Linked DNA regions of Mus musculus: region 2 is linked to region 1. A link is a contact called in public Hi-C data. All regions are on one chromosome and are shown on one strand. Each heading gives the region's core, a stretch centred on a gene start, on an enhancer-like site or on the middle of the called end of the contact. The rest is flanking DNA. Distances are from core to core; before and after follow the strand shown.

The links. Hi-C and Micro-C count contacts between places; a contact is called where the count stands out from the background.
Region 2: a contact with region 1 is called in a Hi-C map of CD4 T cells, with 6 times the contacts expected there. The contact joins the promoter of Lig4 here to the promoter of Evi5l in region 1. A contact is called at or near these places in 2 of 484 Hi-C or Micro-C datasets (CD4 T cells and regulatory T cells).

The regions. Positions count from the first base shown.
Region 1 is chr8:4,163,761-4,169,629 of GRCm38.p6, forward strand. It overlaps Evi5l (ecotropic viral integration site 5 like), which reads left to right and starts at 2,807. Exons shown (of 20, transcript NM_001346730.2): 1 at 2,807-3,003. The region is part of intron 4 of 4932443L11Rik (a long non-coding RNA gene); the gene reads right to left.
Region 2 is chr8:9,972,490-9,978,254 of GRCm38.p6, forward strand. Lig4 (ligase IV, DNA, ATP-dependent) reads right to left here and starts at 3,822. Exons shown (of 2, transcript NM_176953.4): 1 at 3,542-3,822; 2 at 1-1,318. The coding sequence starts at 1,289. It overlaps Abhd13 (abhydrolase domain containing 13), which reads left to right and starts at 5,228. Exons shown (of 2, transcript NM_001081119.1): 1 at 5,228-5,530.

The sequences.
Region 1 (5,869 bases), core at 1,557-4,056:
TTCAGGTAGGGTAGCTCACAGCAGCTTGTCCAACTGCAGAGGGGCCAATTACTTCTTCTGGCCTCTTCAGGTGACATGAAGACAAACTGAACTAATTTAAAAAAATTTTTTTAAAATAAAAGCTGGATTGCGGTGGTGCATTCGTTTAATCACATCACTTGGGAGGCAGAGTCAGGCAGATCCCTGTGAGTTCAATCCCAGCCTGGTATATAGAACAAGCTTCAGGACAGCCTGGGCTACATAGTAAGACCCTGTCTCAAAAAAAAAAAAAAAAGATAGATAGATAGATAGATAGAAACATATAGATAAGAAATTTTTAATTTTTTTTTCAAAATAATTTCACTGTACTAAGAGGCCAAAAGAGGCATAAGAGGATATCCTAGAACTGGAGTTACAGGTAGTTGTCAGCCACCAGATGTGGGTGCTGGGAAGTGAACTCAGGTCCTCTGTAAGAGCAATTATCAATCTTAACTCCCGACTGAACTGTTCAGGTGCCTATCCTCCTCTTTTGAGCCATGCTTCCATGTAACCTAGGCTGGCCTCAGAGTCACTGTGGAGCTGAGAACGGCCTCGAACTTGTCTTCCTGCCTTCACCTCCCTGAGCTGGGGACTACAGGTGTTTACTACTATATCTTTTTTTACCAACGTGCTAGGATCAAACCTGGGGCTTCGTGCATGTTAGTTAGGTAGGCACTCTACCAACTGAGCTGCATCCTCCGCAGGAGGTTGATTTCAACTTGATGCTGTTAAATAGCACAGCACACAAACGGGCTGTAGAAGAACTTTTCTTTCCTTTTCTTTTCTTTTCTTCTCTTTTTTTTTTTTAGATGAGGGAAAGGAATACAGAAATGTGGATGGAATGAGGTTTTCAATCACCTGAGTATTTAGTAATAGTCTAGTTTTTCTTAACAGTTTCAAAATTTTAATGGGGCAATATAGATAAAAGAGGGAGAGTGTATGAGATCAACACTATAATACACATCCATGCACTCTGGAAACTAAGGTAGGAAAATTCTGAGTTTGACACCAGTCAAATGCGCTGCGAGTTGGAAGCCAGCTTGAGCTGTGGTGAGACCCTATCTCATAAATTTTAAGCCGGGCGTGGTGGCGCTTGCCTTTAATCCCAGCACTCAGGAGGCAGAGGCAGGCAGATTTCTGAGTTCCAGGACAGCCTGGTCTACAGAGTGAGTTCCAGGACAGCCAGGGCTATACAGAGAAACCCTGTCTCAAAAAACAAAACAAAACAAAACAAAAACAAAAACAAAATTAAAAATTTAAAAATCCATGTGACTGTCAACTGTTAGTATCAAATAGAAGCCCTGACTATACAAAAGGTTAAGATCTCAAACCTTAGAAATCCTGACAGTCCCTATTCTGAATAGACTCCTCTGTTTCCCCTCGTGTCCCCCCCCCCCCCCCCCGATCTTCAGCCATCATGCTGAACTTTTTTGTAGCCTTTTGTGAATCAGGCTGTACTCCACTACTCATCAGTCTCCTCCAGAGGGGAACCACTCCCCCTGCTGAACCTATGATCTCAGCTTTCCTTCTATGACACATCCTTCCTTGCCCCACCCTGTCCAAGGCCCATAACCCACACCCTGGAGTCATCCTCTTCTCAAGTCTTGTAGCTGTCAATGATGGGTCATACATGCTCTCTGCCCTCACTTACTTATTAAAAGAATCTAGGATCTGGCCAAGGTGGTGAGTGGAAGGTGAAAAGTGGGAGGATCTGGAGTTCAAAGTCACCCTCTGCTACACAGAAAATTTTGAGGTCATCCTAAGACTACAATAGACTCTGTCTCAAAAATTAAAATAAAAAAAAAATAAAAACAAAGTGGAAGGAGAAAGGGGAGGAGGAAAAAAACGAGGACAAGGGGGAGTCGGCAAAAGAACCAAGGTCCCATTCATTCATTCATTCTTCAAGCCTTTAAAGCAGCTCTCACGTGTGCGGCTCTGGACCCAAAGGAGACCTGACACCCCCTCCGCCGCTCTATACCCCATCCCCGCCCCGCCCCGCCCCGTCCCAGGAGAGATAATGGTTGGGGCAAATGAAGGATGCAATCGGCGTTTTGATGCCAGATTCACCCAGCAAGGGTAGGACCTGACCTAACCACCCGGCCACCACAGAGATGCTGGCTCTGAAGAGAGGCCTTCTGCATACGCCCGATCTAAAACCCAAGCCAGGAGCCCGGCCCTTGTCTGGTCCCGCCTATCCTTGCACCGAGACACGCCTCCTCATTAACTCCTCCATTTCATTCAGCCCATGGCCTTAAGTCCTACCGCCCAGGACGCCAACCTCATTCCCAGTCTCACGACTCCATTGGTCAAATACAAGAGCCCGCCTTCCATCAGTGTCGCTGACTGCTTAGAAGTCAGGATCTCTTTCACAGCACACCCCTCCCATCTCAACAGTTACCAGGGACGAGGTTTGAAGAGCAGATAGTAATGGACGGCTCAGAACCTCTCATGATTGGGTAGAATTCCAGCTCTGGGCGGGGCTTAGTGCTTTCAGCTAAGGGTTGCTCAAGGCCTCAGCTTTCCTTCCGAGGCACACCTCTCGCCCATCACTATTAGTAGTTTAGGTGTCGATCAATATTATTACTTATTTTGATAGGTAAAATTAGATGTCCATCACAGATTCTCTCATTTCAATTCGCTCCTCTCCTCAGAGAACCGTAGCCAGGGTCCGCCTCACGGGGTGGCTATGGATTGGTCAGGTCTTATGTCATTCTTCTACAGTGGGCGGAGCCAAAGGCCTAAGGGGGCGGTGAATTGGTTGACTGGGCTGGGGGGCGGGGGGCGGGGCAGCGGCTCCTGTCAGCGGGTGAAATGGCAGTGGCGGAGCCAGCGACGGCCGCGGTCCCCGGGGGTGGCTGATTGAAAGGGGCCGGGCCGCGGGGTTTGCGGGACCCTCGAGCAGACGTGACCGTGGGTCGGGGCATCGGACGACACAGCGCAGGGACAGCGAGGCTCGGCGCGGCGATGGAGGCGCTCTCGGCGCAGGTAGGGCGGCCCGAACCGGGCCTCTTCTCCTTGGGGGCGTCAGTGCTGCGGGGCCCCGCGGGGAAGCCAAACCAGGAGCGTGACCTGGGGTCGCCTCGCCTCCAGAATCCACGCTGGGAGCCTTGGCATTCCCAGTCCCGGACCCTGGAACTCCGGCCTCCGCCCACCCTCCTTCCCGATCCCCTCAGGATCCCTCCCAGGGCTCCTAAGACCCAGTGTCTCTTCGCGACGTCCCCCACAGGCTCAGGACCTCTGTACATCTTTCCCAAGACTCCTCTGTTAGAATCTGTCCAGGGCTTCCCCATCCCCCAGTCTGCAGACCTGCCCCCCCCCACACACACACACCATGAGCGTCTCCTTTCCAATCCACAACCACCACCACCACCACCCCGAGTCCCAGGACCCCTCCCATCTGCACATCTCTTGCCTTTACATCCCCCTAAACCTCCCACTTGGCTTCCTGTCTTCTGTGTCTGGCCTACACCCTCATCCTCTCCAAGGAGACCAAGATCAGAGCCCTATACTCTTTCTTTCTGACTCCACAGAAACCCATGCCTCACCTCTTAAACGGAAAGATTCCCAACTGAATCCAGAGACATCAGCTCAGCCTGCTCACTTGGCACCCCTCCTGCTCAAGGGCTCCAATAAAAACAAAAACAAAAAAAACATCACTTCTAGTCTTCTGAGAAGACTATACACTGTTGCTGATCTTGAGCCATCTAGATGGCATCTTCCTGAAGAAATGAACACTCAGGACTTCCCAAAAGACCAAAAGATAGTGCTGAATCCCATCCCCCATAGACACACCCTCCCCATCCATCTTTCTGATACAGAGTGGGGTCATTTAGATACCCCTAAATATACAGGAACCTAAGGGCCCAACCCAGACCCAGGCCCATGAGTGCTCTCCCCCCCCCATCTCTCTCTCTCTCTCTCTCTCTCTCTCTCACACACACACACACACACACACACACACACATGAGAACTTCTATACACCTTCTTGAGCCCAGTACCCTCAACAGACCTCCTAACTCAGACAAAAGACAGAAGATTGTGAGGTGGCAAGCTCTGTCCCCAGCACCTAGCCTGTCCCTTCCACCCCATTCTCTTTGAGTTGGGACTCCAGGGCGTGTCAGGGCCTAAGATCTACCTACCACAAATCTCTCCCCCCCCTCTCTCTTTCTTATCCTTTTTAATAGGAAGGACATTCTTTCCTACACCAGTGTCCCAAAAGGAACCAGTGCCCATCTCCAAATCAATGGCACCTCCCTATACATACCATGGGGAGTGAGATCTTCCAGCGGCTCCTGGCCCCAATCCTAAAGTCTGACCAGACTGGTAGGACCAGCATCCTTGAGCCTATGGCATCTGTTGGCCTCAGATGATATAGACAGTGCTGCCATCTAAGGTGCTCATCAAGGCCAGTTTCTGAGAGCCCTGTGAGTTCTTTTACCCACCACCAATGTTTGGTCAAAATAAAACAGCTTCCTCCTAGCATGTGGGATCTGCTCAGACTGGGTCAGACCTGCCAAAAGCAAGCACCTCTTTAAGGAATATTTTCAGAAGGGTTAAAATGTGAAGAAGACAGGGGGGGTGTGTGTGAAAGGATGAGTGCTCTGATTGACAACCCCCTCTGCTTGACACCCCCACTCCCATATACACCACTCCCAGCCAATCTGTCATTAAGCCAGACTCCCCACATCCCTCACTCTTCATGGTTGTATTGTATTGGTTCTCCCTACCAATTCTGCCCCACAGCTCCCATCCTAGGGTCCCACCTGTGGGTTCCCTCTGGATTCCTGCGGTTGACTGTGGTGGTTTGGAAGGGATCACAGGTAGCTTGGCCCCGGCACAAGACAGAGAGGAAAGAAGAGATTGCAGAACTGGCTGTAGTTGTAGAACTAGGGAGTGTAAAGGAGAATCCAGAACAAACCAGCTCCTAACAAGCATTTGGTTATGCCTGGAAAGACCCAGATAAAAAGCCTAGGTTTCCTTGTAGAATATTTACAAACAAATTCTGAACAGATTTGAATAAAAAAAAAAAACTCATCTTGGCTTAGAACTTCAACTTCTCCATCTGGAAAATGGGGGTTGGGGGAAAAAGCCCTTAGAATAGTAGTATTCTGCTGCAGTCAAGCCAGTTAGATTAGGGTGTGGCCTAATGTGTTTCCTGGGAGCAGTGAGGTTTAGCAGAACAGTGGGGTTTAGCAGAACAGACCCCACACACACCTAGCAAAGTTGGTATTGTCACTGGCCCTGATGATCCCTGTCTTCAGTGGATAGTAGCCATATCTGAAGGACTTAGCCATCTTGCAGGAAGCTGGCTTAAATCAGGGCTGAAAGAATGAAGAAAAAAGATGATCTGTTGTGGGACTTGTAGTCATGCAGGCATCTTCTGGAAGGACTGAGGACATGGGGAACTAACTACTGGCAGCCCTCCTGATGGACACAAGATAGAAGTTTATCATGTCCATTTGAGAGCAAGAGTGCATGAAAAGACTTGAAGGTCATGTGGCACATGAGAAGCTGCAAGACCTCCCCCCACTCCCCAGGGGACTTTGCACAGATGGACACAGCGGGTTAGAAAGGGCCCCTGGGATAGACTGTGAACTCTGTAGAAAGTACAAGAAGGCTTTAAGTCTTTGAGTAGAGCCAACACAGCTTTGCTGTAGCCTGGGGATATAGATACATTGTCTTTTGTGTCTGTGCTTTGATAGGTACTAGTAGATCAGAAACAAGTCTTGTAGAATGTCAAGTCAGTGTTTATGGGTGATAACCCCACTGTGCCCAGGGAATTGACTCAGATGGCCTGTATCTAAAGCCTGCACAGCCAGCTTGAGGAAGAGTTAGACCCAGAAGCACACAT
Region 2 (5,765 bases), core at 2,572-5,071, 5.8 Mb after region 1:
ATGATCCCCTCTTCTCTCTTGTCTATGGCATCATTTAATGCATCCACTACTTCCTTCTTTGTATGAGCTTGAGTTTTCTGCACTATTTCTATGCGGCCTTGTATGGGTGTGAAAGTGCTACTAAGGATCTCATACCTCTTCCTAAGAGTCTCGCGCCCTAGCTTCTTCTTATTAACCATCAGTACGTCAAAAACAGAGTAACAAGTCTGTAGGCCAGAATCTTCCACCATCCTTTTGATATCAAACTTGACCCCCTTCTGCATGAAAGTCTGTGTTGTTGGGTTGTAGGCCATCATCTCACCGTCAAGGATGCACGCTTGCACATCTGTCCCGAACGCATTGTGAATAAATGGGGTGAGAGAGCCTTCCTGTGGAGATTCACCAAACTGGTCGGTATAGTTGTAACCGTTTCTGGAGAAGTACCGGTACAGCGCGCCATCTTTGTGCATCTGCATGCGCTCACCATCAAGCTTAGTTTCGATGTAGAAACTCTGCTGCTTCATGTCCTTCTCCACACGCTCCACGTCTGCTACAGCAGCTAGCATTGGCTTAAAGGCAGAAAACAGAGTGATAGAGATGTCACTAAGCCCTACAGAGGGGTCATGCAGCTGCCTGCAGACCTTTTCCAGATCTGTGGTGACGTTGTGCAACTCAACTGCATCATTGTGGAAAATGGAAAATATTGTTTGCTGACTGATGCCAAGCTTTAAGTCTTTGATAATCATGCGAATCAGCCATTTTTGCTCCAGTGCTGAACTCTGGGTTATTAACTGAAGAAGGCTCTTTTTCACTAGGTCTTTTTTTTTGCCAGAGTTATTGCTGGCAACTAAGTCTAAGAGTTCATTTACCTGCTGTATGGTTAAGCTTCCTTTCTGTAAGCACCTTGGCTTCAAAACAAAGTATGCAATCATGGCAAAGTCCCCAGCATCCGTGCGAGCTCCACTGGGGGTTCGGTAATTGAGGAGCTTCTGGGCATCCTTGCCTTCTCGTGGTAAGTTCAGCAATTCGATGTAGAGCTTAGCGAGCATGGTTTCTTTGATTCCATAAGCCATCCTCTCTCTTTCTAACTGGGGGAGAATGAGTCTCATTGCAGGGTAAAAAGAGTCTGTAACGTCCTTTCTGTTCTTATGAAGGGCATCATGAAATTTTCTCCACGAATCCAAAAACTCCTTGAAGTGCCTGATTTTTTCTGCACGGTCTTTACCTTTCTGTATCCGTTCTAGTGTGGAACATAAGTCTGCAAAGGGGACATGAGCTGCAACAGTTTGTGAAGTTTGTGAGGAAGCCATAGAAGCGACAACAAATCCTCCGGTTTGAACTGATAAAGCAAAAGGAAAAGTAACTTTAAGTGGCAGTGGCAATTTATAAACATTTAAAACAAAGTGCTTATAGAGGTGACTTAGATCATAATAACTCTTAAGTTTACTTAATAACAGGTCAATGCAATAAGTGGATACACAGGTAGCTGCTTTCCTTCTGGTCCTGACCAACACTTCCTCTCAAGTCTCAGCTTCATTTCCTATGCCTATCAACTTATCTTAAATGTTAACATTCAATGGTATTCTAGCTACTGACTATTTAGCACCGAATACAAAAGTATTATTTTTAGTAATGGAAGTCAAATCAGTTGTGGCAAATTTTATTTCTAAGGTTTAAAAGTAAAGTCTGTTTATGTTTCTTGTTTCTTGGGTAATTATACAGCACCTAAGACAAACTAATTGCCATCAACGATTCTAAGAAATCACTTGCTCACTGAACTGGAGTCCTATTTCTTGGGCATTCTGAAATCTGAACCACAGTTGACAAAGACAAACAACAGCTATCCTTCTCTTCCAGCCAAAAGGCTTATGTCTCCATTTACCTCATCCCTTCATTGACAGCTGGGGCAAACCCCTCTGCCATTCAAACCTCAACTGGAAATCAGACCCCAAAACAGCATCATTTTTACCTATTTTTACCATATATATACAAATATTAATTAATTAATTTATTTTTGGTTTTTCAAGACAGGGTTTCTCTGTGTAGCCCTGGCTGTCCTGGAACTCACTCTGTAGACCAGGCTGGCCTCGAACTCAGAAATCTGCCTGCCTCTGCCTCCCAAGTGCTGGGATTAAAGGCACGTGCCACCACTGCCCTAATTTATAATTTTTGTTCATATTTTTCTGCCTGCTATTTCCCAAATATTCAGTGACTACACATGAGCCAGGCAGTATGATAGGGTTGCTTCTGCTTTATGACGACAGCATATACACTGTAAAGAACAAAAGGCACAAAGAGATCAAACTATGCTAACACAGTGCTTTACCAAATATCAAAATCCCAACCCTAGTAATCACTGCCTTTTCGCCAAAGGTTTTGGAAATCAAGGAAATGAATGAACAGGATTTAGAATGTTCCCTAACATATATTAACACAAGTGTGAAGTTTTGCAAAGTTTTAAATATCCCTACATGTTCTACAGGAATGCATGTCAGTTACTTTAATGCAACTTAAACTATATAATAGTCAAACAAGTATTCTAAAAATAATTTCAAGTAAAATGCATGTTCCAGGAAAAACAACTAATGCTTTATTATGTGACTTCAGACAACAGTATCTGGCCAGGCAGTGGAGATTATGAAATTCCTCATACTCTACTTCCCTACTCCACAAAGAAAAGTCTCACATCAAGTGGCAATTTGTGCTCCCAGTGATGAATATCATATAGCTCAAATTTGTTTGTGGAACTAATTATTAAATGCTTTATGGAAAAAGGAGGAGGGGATCAGGGCTGGGCTGGTTAAATAGACATCAAACATAGTTCAGCCTGCTCTGGAAACTATTCACAGCATTAGTAGCTTATAGAGGACAAAACAAACATCACTTCTAAGTCGTATTTTTCACAGAGGAAACACAACTAAATCAGCAGGTCAGATCAAGATAAGCCACCTGGGACTGTATCTTCTGACATCTGTAACTACAATTTTGGTTAACTGCTTCCCTTGTTGAAGCTGGTTTGCATAACTGACTGCACCAGCCACCTGGGTCCTTCAAGTGGGTACATGGTGGTGCATAATACTACAGTTATAATTTCTGTACAACGCATGTAAGATGACGTGTATTAAATACTTTCTGAATGTCCCAATACAAGTGCACTTCTATAGGTATATCTGGAGAATACATATAGTCTCGAACTTTTTCTCAACGAGCTGGAGCAAACGATTCAAGTTGCGTTTATAATAATAGTGTATTGTAGGCAATGGTGTGAATACACGAGCATCTTAAAACAACTATCAACACAGAAAACCAAGAATTCAAATTGCTATCAAACACACACATTTTGTTCAACACCAACTACAGGAGTTAACTATTTGAATTTCTGCTGTTTTATCACTCGGAGGTTTGATATTATGCTTTCCATCCCCAATAAAACAATTAAGTTCGTTGGCAGGCTTCAGGTGCTGAAGTTCAAATGCACTCAAACATTTTAACTCGTGGTAAAGTCGATGACCACAGGCTTTGGAAGGTGCCTCCATACCTGTTGCATTAGTGCTTTGCTTACCTAAGCAGCCCGTGAACCCCAACCCTGCCGAATGAAGGAGCTGGGGGAGCGCGCAGGTCCCAGGTAGCTAGGTGGCAGGGGGCAGGGCAGCGTGCGGATACAACTAAGCATCAGGACACGATTTCTTCACCCGGTGGCTGCCACCTGAAATCAGTCCCCAGCGAGCCGGCTGCACCGTGGAAGGCGGGTGGTGACGCTGGGACAAAGCACGGGAAGGACGCAGCCTCCCTAGGACCAAGAACCTCCCTGCCTCCTCCAACCCGCCACACCACTTGCTTAGCAGAGGTTGCCCCGCCCCACTCCGACCGGAAGCTGCCGCCACAAGAAGCCGGCCGGGCGTTTCCGCCAGCTGCTTGCCGCGCAGGCGCAGTGGGAACAGGCGAGCCTGCCGGCTTTTAAAGGCACAGGCGAGGCAGGGGCGGGCCGGCGCGGCGGCTCAGAGCGCCTGCGCAGCGCGCCTCCACTGTCTCTGCCTGTAGCAAAGGATGTTCGGTCCCTCGCCGCTGGATGTCATCGTTGAGCCGAATTTGAGGAACTTGGAGCCTGGGTTGCTGCCCTGACAGGACTGGCTTCTGAAGACTTCCAGGACAGAAGAGAATCCTCCCACCTAAAAAGTCTAGGGCTCCAGAAAAAGACTTTTGCAAAATTAATTCAGGTTCTGTGTTCTTGGTAGCCTTTTCACTGTGCAGAAATAATACATAATAATAAAAATAATTATGTATTACATAGTAATAAATAATTCATGGCGCAGAAACATACTTACATGGACTAAAGGCTTTTCAATGGTGCTCGGTGATTTGGAATAAAGCTAGCTGATAGTGTTATTGAACACCTTACTGTCACTCAATAACTATACTAGATACTCAAAATAGAAGTATAAACGTACGCTCCACGTCTCAGAAACTCTTACTTTCCACTGGCATTGGTGGCTATGACCTGCCCTACTCCACCAATAAGAGTTCAGAAATTATAGGCAAAGTGTGGGGAACACTTTCTTTGAAGGTGAAACTTTGCAGTCCTGGTGAGACACTAGAGTGTCAATTGCTTTCAGGGGTTGTCTAATGTGTTTACGCTGCATTTCACAAGGCCGACAGTCCAGGGCTAGTTTAAAGTGGGGCCAGATCCTACGGCTCCGTGTGGCCAGTTATTTTCTCTGTAGTTTCCCTTAGTCTCACGATAGTTTCCCTGTGGTGTTGCAAAGCCACACGTTACTGTACAGGAGCATCAGCGGTGCTCGTACAGCTTGTACAACTCTTACACATCCGTGTCTTATTCAACTGCTCCTGCGCTCCGACGTCAGGCACAGGTCGGGCTCTGCTTTACTGATACGAAAGAACCACAAATTATGAGCCGAGAAAAGCTATTAGTTAATTCAAAGCTCTTGCTCTAATGTGCTTTTTAGCTGCATGGTTAATGGAGAACCAAATTTGTTTTATCCTCAGAGTGGGGGGAAAAAAAAGTAAAAAGGAAGGGCATAACTACCTGAAAGTTAGGCATGGTGGAAGAGAAAGTTTAGTGCAGATAAGTGAAAGAGCATAGCCAAGAGCAGGCACATTTGGGAGAGGAGGGGAGAAGAGGAGAGAAGAGAAACTCCTTGTTCTCCGAAATGTGTTCAGGCAGCAGTTGACTGGAAACGCCGAGATGTATCTTGCCCCTACGGGCTACCGTAGCATGAAGGCGGAGCCCAGTGTCCTGCGCATGCGCATAGGGGTGCACAGGTTGGCTTCGCGCTCCCGGGAGGAAGCTGGAGAACAGGTTATGTGGGGGCCGGCGGGGTTATTTGCCAGGGACACCGCGCGCGAGCCGGAAGTGGAGGCTGCGCCAGCTGGGCCCGCCGCGCCGCAGGAGCTCCGGGCTAGACAGTGGCGACGGCGGCCCCTCGGCGGGAGGAAGACGATGAGGAGCGGCGGGGGCGGCGCGGGGCCTCGCTGCAGCGCGGAGCCGGGTTCCGAGCCCGCGGCCGACTGCGCAGCCCGCCCGCGAGCCTGAGTAAGTGCGGCGGGGACGCGGGCGGCCTCCCCGACCTCCTCACCCCGCAGCTCGGATTCGGGAGCCCGTATCTACTCCCAGAACAGTCGGCCAGCAAACCCCGGGCTTGGGTCGGAGGGACTGGGCGCGTTTGTCTGTAACAGGTGCAGACCTGCTAACCTCGCAGCTGCGGGCGACGGGGCCATAAAATCCAGAGAGTTGTCGCACACTTGAAGTCACTGGGCCTCTTTTTTTT